2 separate regions of the Mus musculus genome follow, and region 1 is linked to region 2. The links are chromatin contacts, called in public promoter capture Hi-C maps. All regions are on one chromosome and are shown on one strand. The core of a region is the stretch at or near the end of the contact, and the rest is flanking DNA. Distances in the headings are between cores, read along the strand shown.

Evidence for each region. Promoter capture Hi-C pulls out the DNA fragments that hold promoters and counts their contacts.
Region 1: a promoter capture Hi-C map of hippocampal neurons shows a contact between it and region 2, with 5 times the contacts expected there. The contact joins the promoter of A230077H06Rik here to the enhancer-like site in region 2. A contact is called at or near these places in 1 of 39 promoter capture datasets (hippocampal neurons), 3 of 484 Hi-C or Micro-C datasets (nephron progenitors and uterus), 2 of 115 datasets of contacts at active chromatin or transcription factors (astrocytes and craniofacial prominence) and 2 of 9 other capture datasets (adipose tissue and embryonic stem cells).

Annotation. Positions count from the first base shown.
Region 1 is chr7:40,897,050-40,900,776 of GRCm38.p6, forward strand. A230077H06Rik (RIKEN cDNA A230077H06 gene) reads right to left here and starts at 1,275. Exons shown (of 5, transcript NR_040329.1): 1 at 1,150-1,275. It overlaps Vstm2b (V-set and transmembrane domain containing 2B), which reads left to right and starts at 2,229. Exons shown (of 5, transcript NM_021387.3): 1 at 2,229-2,400; 2 at 2,955-3,139. The coding sequence starts at 2,319.
Region 2 is chr7:40,652,910-40,657,037 of GRCm38.p6, forward strand. No RefSeq gene overlaps it. Among named protein-coding and RNA genes, the nearest start is that of 4933402C06Rik, 20 kb to the right of the region's middle. Within about 2 kb of position 2,287, at least 16 of the 459 cell types and tissues checked have an H3K27ac peak or open chromatin away from gene starts, as enhancers often do. A contact at or near this core is called in hippocampal neurons, where this site is marked.

The sequences.
Region 1 (3,727 bases), core at 25-2,524, 240 kb after region 2:
TGCTGGCATCCCTCCAGCAAGCCTGGTCACTGGCCATCAGTCCTTGATTGAATCTGGTACTGGGAGAGAAACTCACTGCCTCTCCAAACAAGCCAATGCACAGTGGGATAGCTCATGTCATCATATCCCTGCTTGGAATCAATTCTCCAACTGCTCCCTTAGAAACCTGCCATGGTCCTCCTGTGTAGCACGATGCAAGTCTGCCCCCTCCCTTCAAAAGCTGAGGACGGCAAGAGACCTGCAAGGTCTTGCATTCACAGACCTATGGTGGTTTCTAAAGAGTGGTGGAATGTTCAGGGGGAGGCAGGCCAAAGTATGTATACATATATGTAGAGGGAACAGGCAATGGGGACCCTGAATGAAAGGTCTACAAGGCTTTCTGCTCACAGAGCATCAGCGAGTGACCACAGGGTGAAAATGACCCATTGGCCACATAAGGAAGAGGAGGGGCAGAAGAATGCAGTGCCCGTGGTCCTCACTGGTGAGGGGAAAGCTTACAAAGAGCTACCAGCTTCTTCTCTGGAACTGTGTTCCTGTTGTCTTAGACAAGGGTGGCCACTGGGAAATTATTTCCTTTTTGGTCTTCTGTCTTCACTAACCAGTAGCTCATTGTCAGAGATACTTGGAGAGCTCTAGCATTCAGGGGAAGTTCACTGGGATGTGCCTCCATAAGTTAAGATAAAGCCAAGTAATGAGACCAGACCAGACCACTAGCTGGGGGATCCCTTGAGGAAGAGAGAGACCCAAGGAGAGCTCTATGGCTCTCCCAAGCCCTTGTGCCTGGACTGAACTATCTCATCCACCCACACACCCCTTAGGAAGGCAGACTGAACTCTCTAGGTGGCTAAAAGATATGACCCATTCTAGGTGAAGGCCAGGGAAGGTTCAGGGATACAGAAGATGCAAGCGTGGAGGATGGGCTCTGGAACGTGTACTCCACCTCTGCCTGCTTCCACCCGGGGGCTGGAGGATCCCCTTTGCTTTGGGTACAGAGTGGGAAATGGCCAGGAAGAGCTTGCTTGCAAGGACACAGGGACTAGCCCTCTCTCTGGGCAGGAAGACGGTCCCCACCCAGAAACCTCCTGAGCCCTGAGTCGTGCCCGGCGCTCCCCATTTCACCCCACCCGCACCACCTCTGCTGTCACTCACGGCCACTGCCTGCTGGCTCCCTGGTGCGCTCCGCGCCACAGGCACCTGCTCGCCCGGCGCTGGACGCTCAGTTCTTGTTCCCACACTGCGGACTCCTAGTCTTCACTGTCACTTGGTCTTGCTGCTGGCCGGACATAGCACTCCTCCCTTCTTGCATTCCCCTGGAGCCCACCCACCCGCCATGGCCCGGGTCTGGGCCAAAGAGTGGCGTGGCTCGTGGTCCAAACCTGGGTAAGGAGTTGGAGACACTGGGGGCTGCGGAGAGGGTGGGGGACACACAGAAAGCAGGGTGGAGCAGCTGTCTCCAGAGATGGACACTGGGAAGAAGCCAGGAGTTTGGGTGGGAGGACCCCCTAAGCAAAGCAGACGCGGGGTGGGGTTGCGCTGCAGCTAGAGAGATGGTGGTCGCTACGAATGACCCCGCGGCGGGGGCGGGAGGTGGGGGACGACGGGGTAGGGGCGGGGCGGACTCCGAGAGGAGGGCGGGGGTGATGCTGTGGAGGAGGCTGCTCGCCACCCAGCCACTGACCGCCCCCTCCATTCCTCTCCCCTCCCCCCTTTCCCCGCCTCTCTCGGGCTGCGGGTCGGCCACGCTGGACCCGCTCTCCCCGCGCTGCGCTACGGTCGGACGCCAGGTCTGCACGCCGCGGCTGAGCGCCCACTCGCCTTGAAGAGTGAGCGGTGGAGAAACCAGCGGGGGCGGCGGCGGGAGAGCTCCCCGGGAGTCGGAGGAGGTGGCAGTCGGGAGCCCAGCCAGAAGGAGACCAGGAGGCAGACGTTGGTGCCTTACAGGCACTCACTCCCTTCTCCAAGGATGGATCCTGGCGCAGTCCGGCAGTTTCCTGGCCCGCCCGCCAGAGTCTGAACTGCGGATCCCTATTCTCCTGTGGAGCACCGGACTGAAGGAGGTACAGACCGAAGGATCCTCCTGGAGGGACCTCGTCTCCTGCGTCCCCCGCGTAGCGCCCCCCGCCGGAGCCGCGCCGGGCCAGCCGGCAAGGAAGCTGGGCTGATTGGCGGCCGCCGGCGGCCAGGGGAGGGGGCGCCGTGCGGGGCCATGGCAGGCTCCGAGGCGTCCTAGCCGGAGCTCGAGCCGGAGCCGAGCCCAAGCTGCCGCCGCCGCCGCCTCTCCGCGCCGGGCCCCCGCCGCCGCCGCAACCCTGCGGGAGATGGAACAGCGGAACCGGCTCGGCGCCCTCGGATACCTGCTACCTCTGCTACTGCACAGCCTGCTGCTCTTCGTGGCCGACGGTGAGCGCGGGAACTTCGCGGCCGCGATGGGCTCAGGGGACCCTTTGCTAAGGCCACGGAAGTCTGCCCGCTGGCCACCGCGGAGGAGGAAAGGAAGCGGCAGGCTTTACGGTCTCCAGCAATTCGGGTGTGCAACCCAGGCTGGGAGTGGGTAGGAGCACGAGCGCAGAAGAGGGTCTCTGCAGCTGTGGCGTCCGCTTAGGGAGTCCTTTCACCCAGTCCCCGCTAAGCAGAGGAGGCCTGCAGCAAGCCAGAGTTGGCGCTTCCCAGCCCAGCTCCAGTGATACGGCCCTACCTCCCCTAAACCCTGCACGACCTGGAGGGGAGTAGCCTGCAGCAAGTGGCGGACCCCCGCTGCCACCTTTGCAGCTGCTCCCTGAACTTTGCTGGAGCCTCTCGCCCAGGGTCACTTAGTAGCTGGGGACAGGAGTGTGGGTGAGCCCAAGGCCCGGTAGCAGGAGACCGACCGCCTCAGCCTCGGGTAGCCCCAAGCTCTCCCAACCCTACCCCCACCTCGCCTATCCCCTGGTCACGCCTCTCTCTCCCGCCCCCAGCTACATTCACCGAAGTCCCCAAAGATGTAACCGTGCGAGAGGGTGACGATATCGAAATGCCCTGCGCGTTCCGGGCCAGCGGAGCCACCTCTTACTCGCTGGAGATTCAGTGGTGGTACCTCAAGGAGCCTCCCCGGGAGCTGTTACACGAGCTGGCGCTCAGCGTGCCGGGCGCCCGGAGCAAGGTAATCCGCTGCCCTTCGCTGCACCCGTGCTTACCCGACTTCTTCCAGTGGAAGTGAGGGGTACCTCCACAGGGCGCTGCCCTGTCGCTCAGCCACCTCCCGTCCTCTGTATCTCCACAGTATTGACAAAGTAAACGGATGTCCCCGGATGCTATAGGTTCTTTATCACTCTTTCCCCTTCTCGCCCAGCCCCTGAAAACCTACACACACCTGGCCCAATTTTCCTGCTCATGCAAGCTAGCTTTGGGACTATACTCTGATGGGTGCTAGCGTGAGAAAAAAAGCAGATCACTTGATTCTGGCAGGCTCTCTTCTGCCACTCTGGGGTCCCAGGGCCAAGGAGTTCAGCTCCTTCAGATTGTGTTTATGTGGTAGAGAAGAGGGTACTAGAGCATGGTAGCCAGCAGGTCACTCACCTCTAGCTTCCATAGGGTCTGAGAAACAGCTCCACCCTCAGTGGCTGGAATACTTTACAACCTGCCCCATAGCTCACACCATCATTTACACACCCACCTACCTACAGTGTCCCCAGAATCCCACTCAGTGTTCCTGTTCTCATCCTCCTCTGGCACGTATCCACATACCAGA
Region 2 (4,128 bases), core at 1,037-3,536:
GATCTTGTCTGAGACAGACATAGGTTTTATGTGGGGAGCAACATTTTCTATATTAATGACTATTATGAGAAGACCCAGTCCATTCTGGGTGGAGCTACCTCTGGGCAGGTGGTGTTGGGTTATATAAAAGAACAGGGCTGTCAAACAATGGAGAGGAAGCCAGTAGAAAGTGGTCTTCCAGGAGCTCTTATTTTGTCCCTGCCTCCAAGTTCCTACTTTGATTTCCTTTCTTGACTTCCCTTTCATAGAGGGCAAGGGTCTTGCTGGAGTTCATTTTTTCTGCCGGTTAAAGAACTCAAAGGCTATCTCTGACTCTTCTGACTGCTCTTGGGACTCATTTTCATCCAATTGGGCTCCCTCATCCAGCTTCAACATGAGGACATTTGTCTTGTGTTAGTGTATCTTGTTTCATCCTGTTTGGAGGCCTGCTTTTTTTCTGAAGAGAGAAGAGGAGGGGAGTGGGTCTGGAGGAGAAGGAAGGTTCAGGGAGGAGGGTGGAAGATTTAGGAGGACTGGAAGGAAGAGAGTCTGTGGTTGGGATGTATTGTATAAGAAAAAAAATTCTATTTTCAATTTAAAATAATCAAAAGGCAGGGAAACTCTGAAGTGCAATAAGTAGCAGCAGAGAGATTGGAAGCACCTCAGACAGGATCCACAGGTGAAGGAAGAAGGTGTTTGTTGGGATGAGAAAACACACACAGGGCAGGCACAGAGAAAAAAAGCAGACCTTCACATTTTTGAGCCAGTCCACCCATAGGAGACCTACTGATGGGAGACAAAAGCCTACAAGGCCTTTGTTTTAAGATGTCAGGCTTTTTTGTCTCAAAATAGAGGGTGAGGAAGAATCTGGTCATACTGGAAACTCGCACCTTTATTACCTAACAATGGTCCCTCTCCCTATCTGTGTGACTAGTAGAAAGTCTAACTCCTGGTCTCTCAACTTCATGATGGACTGCAAGCTGTTAATTGAAATGGACACTTCCCTCTCTGAGTTACTTTTAATCATAGTGTTTATCACAGTAGTTGACAACAAACTAAGACTATTCTCTCCTCCAGTGCCTCATCCTAGACCCTGGAACCTGAGACCTTGTCTGTTGTTACTTCTGTGGCAAAGAAGCTCTGTAGACATGATTCAGAGCTTGAGACAGAAGATCACCCTGAATTGTCCTATAAAACCATATATCATAGGATTATCACAAAAAAATCAAGAAGTCAGAGAGGAGAAAGATACTAAGCTCTAGGCTTTAAACATGGTTGGAGGGGACAATGAGATGGCTCAGTGGAAAAAGACTCTTGACACACCAAGCCTGAAGACCTGTATTTAATCCCCAGGGCCCACACACACACATGGCAGATAGAGAGAACAAATTCCTGACAGTTGTCCTCTGATCTGGATGAGAATGCATGAGTGTATGCCTACATACACATCCGAATAAGCCAACATAACTTGAAAGAAATGAACATTTGCAGGGTGAGGTTCTAGACTATGGGATGTAAATGCTAGGGCTAGAAAGGTTAGAAACAATGGTTCCACTCCAGCTGCCAGCAGAAATGCAGCCTTGCAGACACATCTGTTTTGACCACCACAACTGCAAAATAATAAGCTTGTGCTGTTCTAACCATCGTCTGACCTATAGCTGTGGTGTGAAACTAACACACATTTGGTTTTTCTTCAAAACTTGGAGATCTGGTCCCACTAAGCCTGGGTCTTCATCTGCCTCCCCCCCTCCCCCAAAAGACAAGGGATGTCATCAGTTAAGGAAGATGCTTGCTTGCAGGTCTGAATCCTTTCCTTTCCCACTGTGGCCATTTCACTCAGTCATCCCTGCCTACCCACTGAGGCTTCTGAATGTGGTCCCTCAGGCTGCCATTGTTCTTGGAGAAAGCTTGAAATACTTCCCAAAATAGGAAAATGTCAACTGGCAAATGGACTGTCTTGGCTCCAATATTCTAAGGTATATTCTGAGAAGCTTCACCGAGCCGATGGGTGTGGGTAGAGCAGGGAGTTCTATAGACACAGTTAAGATTCTCCACTGCTTGTCCCCTTATTGGTAACTTGGCATTTCATGTCTGTGGGCTGGGATAATGTTCAAAGCCTGTGAGGCCCACCCTGGGAGACATTCATCCTTAGCCATTTCCATGTCACCTTGAGCTACACAGAATGGCAACTGCCTCCCTGCGATGGGACCCCATGCCTGTCTCCTGTTTCCACACCATTACACAGGGAAATGCCTGGCTTCCCATCTCCAGTCCCCAGCTATGTGACAGCTTCAGCTTCCCCCACTCAGCCCACGTCCCTCGATTGAGCAGTGAGACGTGAAGACTGACAGCCGCTTGAGAACGGCACAGACTGTTCCCAATTTAAGCCATTTAAAATGCATTTCTGTTCCATAAGCTCCATTTCTGTGATTCTGCACCCCTACCTCTTTGAAATATGGTAACCCTAGGGAGGAGACGAAATTATCCAGGGAGGAGGAGTTCAGACATGCTAATATTTTAATCGCCCCTTCCTTTAATGCATTAGTCACATTCATTAAGTATGATTAATTTGTGGGCTTTGTTGAAAATCATATCAGTTTCCCCTATCAGCCACACATCCATCTCTTGCCAAGCAAGCTATAGCAGTAGCACCACAAACTCCCCCATTTTTAACACCTAAATTGCATTATGTGTCCCCTGAAAAACTCGTCCAATTAATTGAGCTCATCTGTGCAGAACACTTGCTAAGAGCCTGGGCTCCTGAGTCAGGCTGAGTCTGTTTAAGGCAAACTCCATCACTTGCTGCACAAATCACTTGGATATGCCACTGAAGTCTCAGTTTCTTCCTTTGGAAATATGGAGTTCTTTTTTCACTCAATAGGCTCCTGTATAGTGATGTTTTTTGGGCACATGCATGCCTATCTCTAGAGATAAATCAATATGTACAATGAATGACAAATGGGTGTAGCATTGGTCTTGCATTCTAGCTGGGAAAGGTGAATGGGGAAAATATATAACATACCCAAGGGTGATATATCCTATAGAGAACCTCCCCCTGCCCCCCAAAAGAAGGGGTAGAGGCAAGGAATTCCTAGGTTGCCATGAAGTGATGTCACCTAAAAGGAATTCAAAAATCACCCAACTTTCAACCCTTGGATTTCATAGAAGAAGTCTGTGGCCTGGGAGATAGTCACAACATGTGTTTGTTCATCAAATGAACGTTAAGTACCCTTGAGATCATAGCTACAGGCTGGGGACTTGGGCATTGTCTGGAAGAACTCCAGATCCATGTGCTGACTTCCTATCACTAAGAAAGAGGAACTCAATAAGTATCGCACTGTAAGGATACAGACTGTAAGGCAAGGGAGCCCATAGTGATGAGCAGAGTAGGTGTTATGATAAGAAAATTGTTGATCTGTCTCAAAGCCTTAATTAGCCTTCAGGTCAGTTCTGTTACTGTGGGAATTAAGTTTCAATGTGTGTTTCAAACCATAGTTCCTGCAGCACTGGAGCCTGAGAGAAAAAAGCAAAATGGTGCATATATCACCTAGGACCTGTGCAGCATGTACACAGGTAGCCACAAGCTATCACATCCCTATCTTTATGATGCCCAGGTAACACGAGTGGAACTTAAATTTAACCATGACTCACCAGGGCTGACTGCTGGGACCAGCAGTCTCTAGGTTATTAGTACTGATTTCAAAGGTGATAGACTTGGGAGAAGCAGATTGCAAAGTGTTTAGTGTATAATTCACTGCTCTAATGACACCAGTGTCCATGCGTGTAGCCAAAAACCCTTTCATCCTTGAATCCTATGGACAATTTGCTAAGCATCCTAGGAATAAGTTAACTTGTAAACCTTGTGTGGTGAATATGAAAGTTAAAATGCAATTTTAAAGGACCCCTTGAGTTCATCCACGTACTGACTCTGTAATTCCAGCCACCTATTTTCCTGAGAATCTTCTTTCATAAAAAAGGACCGCAGTATGACATGTGGCACCTCATGACAGAGTGCAATGTCCAGCTTATAACATCCTGAAACAAGCCCAAACTGGATGCCACTTGCCTTCTTACTTGAGGCCACATTCATTAAACCAGGTATCCTATAACAAGGCGTGCTGGTTAATCAATTATCTGGTTACCAAGAAA